Regions from separate parts of the Sus scrofa genome. Here all the other regions are linked to region 1. Evidence: chromatin contacts called from public Hi-C and HiChIP or PLAC-seq data. All regions are on one chromosome and are shown on one strand. The core of a region is the stretch at or near the end of the contact, and the rest is flanking DNA. Distances in the headings are between cores, read along the strand shown.

What was found. A called contact is a pair of places that touch in the nucleus more often than the background predicts. HiChIP or PLAC-seq counts read pairs in DNA pulled down with a chosen protein or histone mark.
Region 2: a contact with region 1 is called in an H3K27ac HiChIP or PLAC-seq map of skeletal muscle, with 8 times the contacts expected there. The contact joins two enhancer-like sites. A contact is called at or near these places in 12 of 47 Hi-C or Micro-C datasets (embryonic fibroblasts, epiblast stem cells, fetal heart ventricle and 6 more) and 1 of 2 datasets of contacts at active chromatin or transcription factors (skeletal muscle).
Region 3: a contact with region 1 is called in a Hi-C map of skeletal muscle, with 2.8 times the contacts expected there. The contact joins two enhancer-like sites. A contact is called at or near these places in 2 of 47 Hi-C or Micro-C datasets (embryonic fibroblasts and skeletal muscle) and 1 of 2 datasets of contacts at active chromatin or transcription factors (skeletal muscle).

What each region holds. Positions count from the first base shown.
Region 1 is chr7:121,505,825-121,508,490 of Sscrofa11.1, reverse strand. No RefSeq gene overlaps it. Among named protein-coding and RNA genes, the nearest start is that of DLK1, 59 kb to the left of the region's middle. Within about 2 kb of position 1,315, at least 4 of the 83 cell types and tissues checked have an H3K27ac peak or open chromatin away from gene starts, as enhancers often do. A contact at or near this core is called in fetal skeletal muscle and skeletal muscle, where this site is marked.
Region 2 is chr7:121,254,127-121,256,792 of Sscrofa11.1, reverse strand. All of the region lies in intron 2 of WDR25 (WD repeat-containing protein 25), which reads right to left. Among named protein-coding and RNA genes, the nearest start is that of MIR9830, 14 kb to the left of the region's middle. Within about 2 kb of position 1,327, at least 7 of the 83 cell types and tissues checked have an H3K27ac peak or open chromatin away from gene starts, as enhancers often do. A contact at or near this core is called in fetal skeletal muscle and skeletal muscle, where this site is marked.
Region 3 is chr7:121,725,813-121,728,478 of Sscrofa11.1, reverse strand. All of the region lies in intron 6 of LOC106504559 (a long non-coding RNA gene), which reads right to left. Among named protein-coding and RNA genes, the nearest start is that of RTL1, 16 kb to the right of the region's middle. Within about 2 kb of position 1,303, at least 12 of the 83 cell types and tissues checked have an H3K27ac peak or open chromatin away from gene starts, as enhancers often do. A contact at or near this core is called in skeletal muscle, where this site is marked.

The DNA.
Region 1 (2,666 bases), core at 66-2,565:
GCGCCTCAGACCCCAGCCTCGTCCCTGACCAGCTATTCGGATCTCTGATGGCGGCCCCCTCCGTGCAGGCTGGGGAGTGGGCTTGGGAGCGGGGAGCGTAACCTCGGCACCTCCCACCAGCCCCACTCCCCATCATTCCCCCCGAGACCCGGACCCAGGGTAGACTCTTAGCGGTCAGCACATCGGCTCACTCCCCCGGTTCCACTGAGTCTCCTGAAAAGGTTCGGCCCAAGGAGGAGTTCAGGCTCCTATACCCACGGCCAGAACGTTGATGGGGGCCGTTCTGACCTTGAGCTCTTCTTCTCCATCAATATCGTAAGAAGGACGCCAGCCTGTCTGACCCCAGCATCCATCACTCGGCAAGGCCCGCCCAGATGGCTGCTGCCCTTGACCCCGCCCCCACACCAGGGCTGTTGAGATAATAGGACCAGCCTGAAGGAGGAAGACCCAGGTGTGTCGATGGCCAAACAGGGTGGGCAGCATTCTGGTCCCTGGGCAGGGGTCCATGTCTCCTTGGACACCGCCTATCGCTCCCAAGCCTCAGGTCCTCCTTGCGCAGTGGGAATCCCTGGTCCTCGGGAGAAGGTGGGAAGACGGGCTGGGAGAGAAGAAAGTGGGGGCCTCGGCCAGACTGGTTTTAACACACTCATTCTTCCCCCCACTGGTTTTGCCCGTCTTGACACAACTGAGCACTCGTGTCACTAAAGCGCTGATACTAGTCACTTACAAAATTGATGGGCCACACCTATGGCCCCCAGTCCTCCTGAGCATCAGAATCACCTGGGGTCTTTGTCCCAAAGATGAAGGCAGGACCCCTCCTGCCTCTCCTGAACCAGAAGGTCCAGAGCTGCAGCAGGGGACTGGACTTATTTGTTTGGGGCGGCGCTCTCAGGATGCAGTAATTCCCACAGCTCATTTCATGCCCACTGAACCACAGCAGCTACCACATGACATTATGCCCACTTTCCTGATCGGTAAACTGAGCCTTGCAGAGGTGAAACCTGGCAGAGTTGCCACTCTGCTCCCCAGACGGACACTGGGCATAGGTAGACCGTGTTACCCCCTTGAAGGAAGGTCCCTGTCCCTCACCCACCAGCCCTCCCTGCCCCCTCCTTCCTCCCACGAACAGTTGTTCAAGGTCCTCTGTGTGCCAGGCATTGTCCTCCGTGCCAGGGGTGCAATGACAAATCGGACACAGCCTGCCAGGGAAGACAGATGCTGAAGCAAATGCTCGCAGGACAGGGTGGCACGAGTCAGAACAGAAGTGAATTCAGGATACGGTGGAGACAACAGGGCCGAGAGGAGGGAGAGGGCCCTGCTCCGGGGCGGGGAGAGGGGACAGGAGAGGCCACAGGAAAGACAGAAAGGCTTCCGCAGGCCGGGAAGCAGGGGCTGCTAAAAGCCCAGAGAACAATACCAAAGCCTCAGGCCTGATCTTTGCCCATCTCGCTTTGTTGAAACCCATAACCTCCTGCCTCCACCGGCCCTGCATCTGTTCATGCGCTCATTGGAATCCGAGCTGACAATATATTTGTTTAATTTCCAGCAAGAGGGGGAAGATTGGTCAGGGTCAGGGATACGTCTTGCATAAAACATTTTGATTAAACTCTGTTGGCCAGAGAATTACTTTCCGCATCATCCTCAGAGAAAGCGGGTTCTTTCCTAATTGGAGTCGCTGCCTTGCTGGCGCGTTCGCCATTTACCGTTCGTTCTCTGCCAGATGTTGCTGGATGTAAATTCCTCCCCCGAAGAGAACCCGGGGTGTCTTGGGAGAGGTGTTAACTCGCGTAGGCCACGGGAGACGGCTGCACTGCTCAGCTGGAGGAGAGCTGGCGTCCTCCTGAGAGGCTGGGGAGAGGACGTCCTGTCTATGGTGGCAGGGAGGGAGTGATTAAAACAGGGGGCTGGCAGAGGGTCTCAACCGTCTGATAGGTGTGGGGGGGCCCCCTTGGAGTCAGCAACAGCCCGGTGGTCAGGCGGGCCCAAGATGCTAGGGCTAGCGGACTAGACTACTGAAGGCTGAGGCCATCCTTGGCCTTGAAGGAGGGGCCATCAGAGGGGCGTGGCTAGGAGCAGGCAAGCAGGTGGGCTCACTCAGTCTTGGACTGGGCCGAGAAATCTCCGGGCAGGCACAATGGGGAGCTCTGCGCCTCCTGAGAGTGTTTCAAGTGGGGACAGATTTTGCCTGTGTCCTGAGTGGGACGGAGGGTCGGGGACGGGGGGGGGGAGTTCGAAGAAGAGAAACAGGGAGCTGCTTCTTACTCCACACCTACTGTGCGCCAGCCCTTCACACGCACCGCATGTCCTTTCATTCCCACTACAGTTCTGCGAAGTAGGGGTTATTAAACCCATTTTTCAGATGTGGACACTGAGGTTCCAAGAAGTAAAGCGGCTTTTCTGGAGTCACACCACCAGAAAATGGAAGTGCAGGGATCTGGGTCCTGAACCCAGGCAGTGTCCATGGAGCCTGGCCCGACATGGACAGCAAAACTGCAGGAAAGCAGAGAACCGAGTGCTTCGCGGGTGATCTTCTGTGTGTATTCCACAAGCCTGCCCACAGGACGGCAGAGGCAGGCTGGGCTCCCTACCCATCTGCAGACAAGAGGCACAGGCCCTGGCGTAGTTCCCTTCCATGTCCACGGCAGGCATCGCTCATCAACCACAGC
Region 2 (2,666 bases), core at 78-2,577, 250 kb after region 1:
GTGCAAATTGGTATAATCCTTTTGGAAAGCAATCTGACAGCAGAGGTATCTGGACCCATGAAAATGTACAACCCTTTGACCCAGCAGTCCCACTTCTGGGAATCAATCCGAAAGAAATAATCCAACAGAAAAGGTTCCATGCATGAAGATAACCACTTCAGCATTATCTGTAATAGCAAAAATTAGCAACCACCTAAGTGTCCAAGGACAGCTAAGTAAATTACAGTTAATCAACTCGATAGAGCATCACAGAACCAGTGGAAATGGACGCCCTCCAAAGACACAGAGGCGGCCGGTGGCACTGCAGCCGGAGCAGCTGGGAAAGAATGCTAAGTGGGAAAAGCAGGCTGCAAAATTATACTCACACCCTGTGAAAAACACAAGCCCGTGTGGGCCAGAAACTGATTGAGAGGGTGTTAAAAGGATAATCATGATTTTAGTGTATGTTAGAATTGGGAGATTTCTTCCCATCATTTTGTAATGCTGTTAAATCATCTTCGCAAAGGGCGCGATGGGGAGGGGGTGCAGGGAGAAGGGGCAGCGGGACTGAGGGAGGCTTGGACCCTCTAGGATTGTGTTTCGGTGGCGCAGGTTGGAAATCCGGCCCAGGAGAGGGAGTCACAGCTGGGGCCGACCTGTGCTCACGCACCAGTGCTGGGACGTGACACTGTTTTCAACAACACATACGTGCCCCAAATGGACTCACGAGCGTGAATGAAACCGTGGTTCTCAAACCCTCCGGCCCCCCTTCCCCTCTCTAAGGTGAGCAAGGGCTCGAAGAGCTGCCACCTATGCGGGTCCTATCTATCCACATCCAGCATATTAAAAATTAAAGCCGAGGACACTTACAATAATTACTCATTATGTAGAAGTAACAAAAAGAAACCCGTTACAGGGTAACACAAAGAACATATTTCCTGTGAAAAATATATTTTCCAAGGCGGAAAAAAAAGAGAAAGCACTGTTGACTTTTTTGCCATCTCTTTAACGGCCAGCTTAATACAAGACAGCTGCATTCTCAGAGCTGCTTCTGTATTTAATCAATTCTAACAGCACATGTCTCATAGCCTCTGGAAAACTCCACGTACACTCATGAGAGAACGAGAGTGAAAAGGCAAGTAACTCCTAGGTGCTATTATGAAAATAATTTTCACCCCCACAGGCCCCCTGAGAGGCTCTCAAGGACCCCTAGGGGTTTGCAGACACACTGAAAACCACCGCAGTAAATTACCGCAGCAGAAAACCACTGCAGTGGATTACGGCGTTAGAAACGGCTGCTGGAGCAGGCAGGGAGAAGGATTTGGAATGACATGGACAGTTGGAACTCAACTATGTCGCTTTTTTTTTTTTTTTAAGAGTGGATGGAAATATACCAAAAAGTCTACCGTCCTTGCCTCTGGATGGAGAAATGACAGACAATTTTTTTCTTTATGCCTTTCTGGTTTTTCCATGGTGTGTGCGTATTTCCTTTTCAGCCACAAGCATTTCTTTTTTGAGGAATGGTTTGGGTGGCCCTGGTATATCCATGCCCCGCGGAATAAGCCGGGTGAGAAGAAGGCCGTCTGAAGTCATTAGTGGCCAGCGTCAGCGCAGGCCAGTGCTACACAGCGTGGCTGCTCCTTCATCTGCCCGTTGATCCCTGGCACCCGGCGCCCATCCATCACGGCCCGCGCGGCCTGCCCGGACCCACGCAACGCCCAACGCCGGGGAGAGGTGACGAGAATTGAAACTGGCTCCAGCTAATCACTGCTAGAGGAAGGTCATGTATAGGCGACTATCAGATCCCAGGGTGGGGAGGACAAGGCCCATAGACTTGACCACACACACACACACACACACACACAAAATGTTAGGTTTCCTCTGCAAAAAGTAAAAGAATGAAATAGCAAAACTCAGAAGCGAACAACACCCAGGGTGGGGGAGTTTGACAGGTCAATACTGTTAGTATGTAAATTGCTGGGATAAGAAAAAAAAACAAAAAAACAAAAAACACCAAGACTACTGGAGATTAATGGACAAGAACCGAGACCCCAAACACTTATTCAGCATTAATGAGGTGCCAGGCTCAGTGCTCAAAGAACTGCACATAAATGAACTCATTTGGTTCTCAAACAAGATGCCACTAGATTAGCAAACGTTTAAAAACGTAATAATTCTGGCGCTGTCGAGGGAAAGAAGACACGATCCCATTTGCACATGAATGATGGTGTGAGCCACGGACGGACGGCTCTGGAGCCGCTAAGAAGAATGAAGTCGATCTGGGCACTGAAAGGAAGAGACGTGCGTGACACACGAGTGAGACCCGCTGGAGGACAGCGTGGGCTGAAGTCTGCATACTAAACAGAGACCCAGCCCGCCGCCCAGCTCAGAGCCAGGATGCGGGCAGCCAGCCGGCGAGCCCACCCCAGGGGGTGGGAGGCCCTGCTGGGAAACTGACCGGGCTAAGAGAAGATAATTAGAGATGCTCACATTTGGGGGTCCTGCAATGAACGCCAGCTCATCTCATCACTCCATGACGACCTCGCTGTGGACAAGCCACACACACACACACACACACACACACTCTCTCTCTCTCTCTCTCTCTCTCTCTCTCTCTCTCTCTCTCTCTCTCAGCCTCTGGTCAGATCAGCTTTGTCAAGTCTCCCTTCTGAATCAGAATGAGCAGG
Region 3 (2,666 bases), core at 54-2,553, 220 kb before region 1:
CTGAGAAGGAACTCGCTGCCTGCAAGGAGCCGAGGACAGAGGGGGCGAGGGGGCTGCGTCGGAGCCGCGGAGGCAGATGCAGCAAGCAGGGAGGGCTCGGCAAAGCACTCGGTGTGCGAGCCCAGAGCGGGCTGCTCAGGGAGAAAGGGAGCTCCCTGTTACAGGAGGCATCTGAGCAGAGAGAGGCAGGCCGGTTCTTGGCCGGGAGGCTGCAGTGCGGCTCCCTGCCCGGGCTGGCAGCCCGCACGTCTAGGCCTCGGAGAAGCTCCTACAGCCGCTAAGTCCCGAGCGGGGCTGGCCGCGGAGGAGGCAGGCTGGGGTCAGAGCAAGGATGCGCGGACTTCCCCCCCGTACCTTGCCCTGAGCCCAAGGCAAAGGCACGGAGATGGCCGGTGGAGCACTTCTGTCACAATGAGGCAGTGAGGGAGAGGAGCAGAGAATGGGGGTGAGTGCGGGGCCAGCGGGGGGAGGTGGGGGGCTGTCCTGCAGCCAACTCCCCATCTCAAGGGCCCGGCCACCTGGAGTGGCCAAGTGCCCGCCCCGGCTCCCAGGCCCAGGGATTCTGGCCTGGGTCCTCTCTGGGGCAACAGGCTGGTGCAGAGGGTGGGGGCAGCCTCCTCAGGCGGAGGGAGGGGGGAACAGAAAGAGGGGGGCGCCTGGTGAGTTGAGGGGCTGGCCGGCTCATGGGAAAAGCAAGGCCCTTTTCTGGAGGCTGGGCCGCAGCCACGATTTGTCCGGCCAATGGACAGTGACTCGGATGCCCTGGGGACTCCCGAAAGCCCCCTTGCCCAGTGACGGGGCCGAGGGGCCTGGGGGTTGATGAATGTGGTCCATGCCAGAGCAGGGCGCTGGCCCTCCGGGCCCATTCATGGGGGCTTGGTTCCCAGCAACTCTGGGTGGACAGGGCCTTTATCATGGGACCCACTAGACGAGGGTCTGGTCTGCAATTTCTAAAGGAGTTTGCTTGTCTTTGTTCCCAGCACAAGCATAGAGCGTGTGTGTGTGTGTGTACACGTGCGTGTGCCTGTGTGTGTGTGTGTGTGTAAGAGAAAGAGAGACAGCGACAGGCTAGCTGAGGGGCCAGCCTGGAGTCCTTGTCTAAAATGACCAGGCTGCCTGGCACTGCCTGGCCTTGCCTGGGGGGAAGGGCTGCACCTCCACCCTCCCGGGAGCAGAGAAAGCGAAGGGACCCGGGGACCGAGGGTCACAGCCCCTTGTCACTGCTGCCTGACTGGCCCGGCCCTGGCAGCCCCATCTGTCCGGCGCTGTCTGTCAGCCTCGGGGTCCCGACAGCTGCTCCAGCCCGCCGTGGGGGGGCAGCATGGTGTCGCAGGTGGAGAGCGCGCGCGGGCTCCCCGCAGACAGACAGACAGACGGGCCCGGACCCCCGGGTTCGAGAGCTGCCAGCAGCCCTGGGAGAAACCGTTTGCTCTCTCGGAGCCGCGGGAGAGTGTGTTGGTATGTTCCGTCGTTGCTGGTGTTTTAATCAATTAAAAGACTGCTTTGAAACTGCCGGTTTGAAAATGTTTGGTAAAGTATTTACAAGTGCGTCACGGCCTCTGCGGCGCGACACTGCGGGCAGGCGGGCGGGCGGGGCGGACGGGGATGCGCACAAGACATCACGCACTTCGAAATTTTCAAATAAGGGCTTCCGGTCCGGGCTCGCGGGAGAGGTTCGAGAGAGAGCTTTCATATGGATTTGCAAAGTCATCTCCCCAGATCTCTAACTGGGCAGAGGCCACAGAGCAGCCCCCGCCCCCGCCCCCCCCCCTCCCCGCAGAGGGCAGGCAGGCTGGAGAAGGGGGCTGCCACCAACCTGTCACCCCAGACCCAAACGGAGCCCGGCTCCCCCGCCGCCGCCGCCGCCCCGAGAAGTGTGTCTGCCCCCGCCCCCTCTTCGGGGTCAATAAACAGAAACTTTAGGAAGGAAGAGCCTTTGTGCCTGGTGGCCCTCGGAAGTGCACTTTTGTGTGAAAGGCAAGTCACGCTCCCCCAGGTAAGGTTGCACCGTGCACAAAACCTCATTTAGGCTGGGTCCGGCCCAGGGAGCAGTTTCTGTGAAATTTAGGAGAAGAAAATGGGTTTAGCCAGAAGTTTTTCCAGGAATGATTAACCTCTGGAGACTGGAACCACTGTTCCTTCCGAGCCCGCCCTTGCCAAAGTCTATAAAATACGAGCCTAAAAAATCTGCCTGAAGAGCAGCCTGACATGTCACACAGACTTCTAAAAATAAATAAATAAACCACTGCCAAAGTTGTTAGGAGAACCCCAGGAAAACCAGCGGGGGCAGCCCCTTGCCTGCCCCGCGCCTCCCCCGCCCCCCACCCCGCGACGGCGCGAAAATGGGGGGGGGAGGTGCTGGCACGGGGGCAAAGGGAGCAGAGCTGCGACTGCCCCCAGCCCCCAGCCAGCCTGTCCCTTTCCTGCTCAGCCGTGTTGTTTCCCCCTGTGGGTCTTTCTGCCTCTGTTCCCACAGGGAGGGCTGAGCACTCGGGGGCCGGATGAGATGGAAGAGGCGGCTGCTTTTGCTGGGTACTGAGTGCCAGCTGCCGCCCAGGGGGATGTCACGGTCCTGGTCCCACCCAGCCCCTCCATACCCCCCCTTGGGGGGGGATATCAGGAAACTGAGGCACAGACATTCTTGGGGACTTGCCTGGGACACAGAG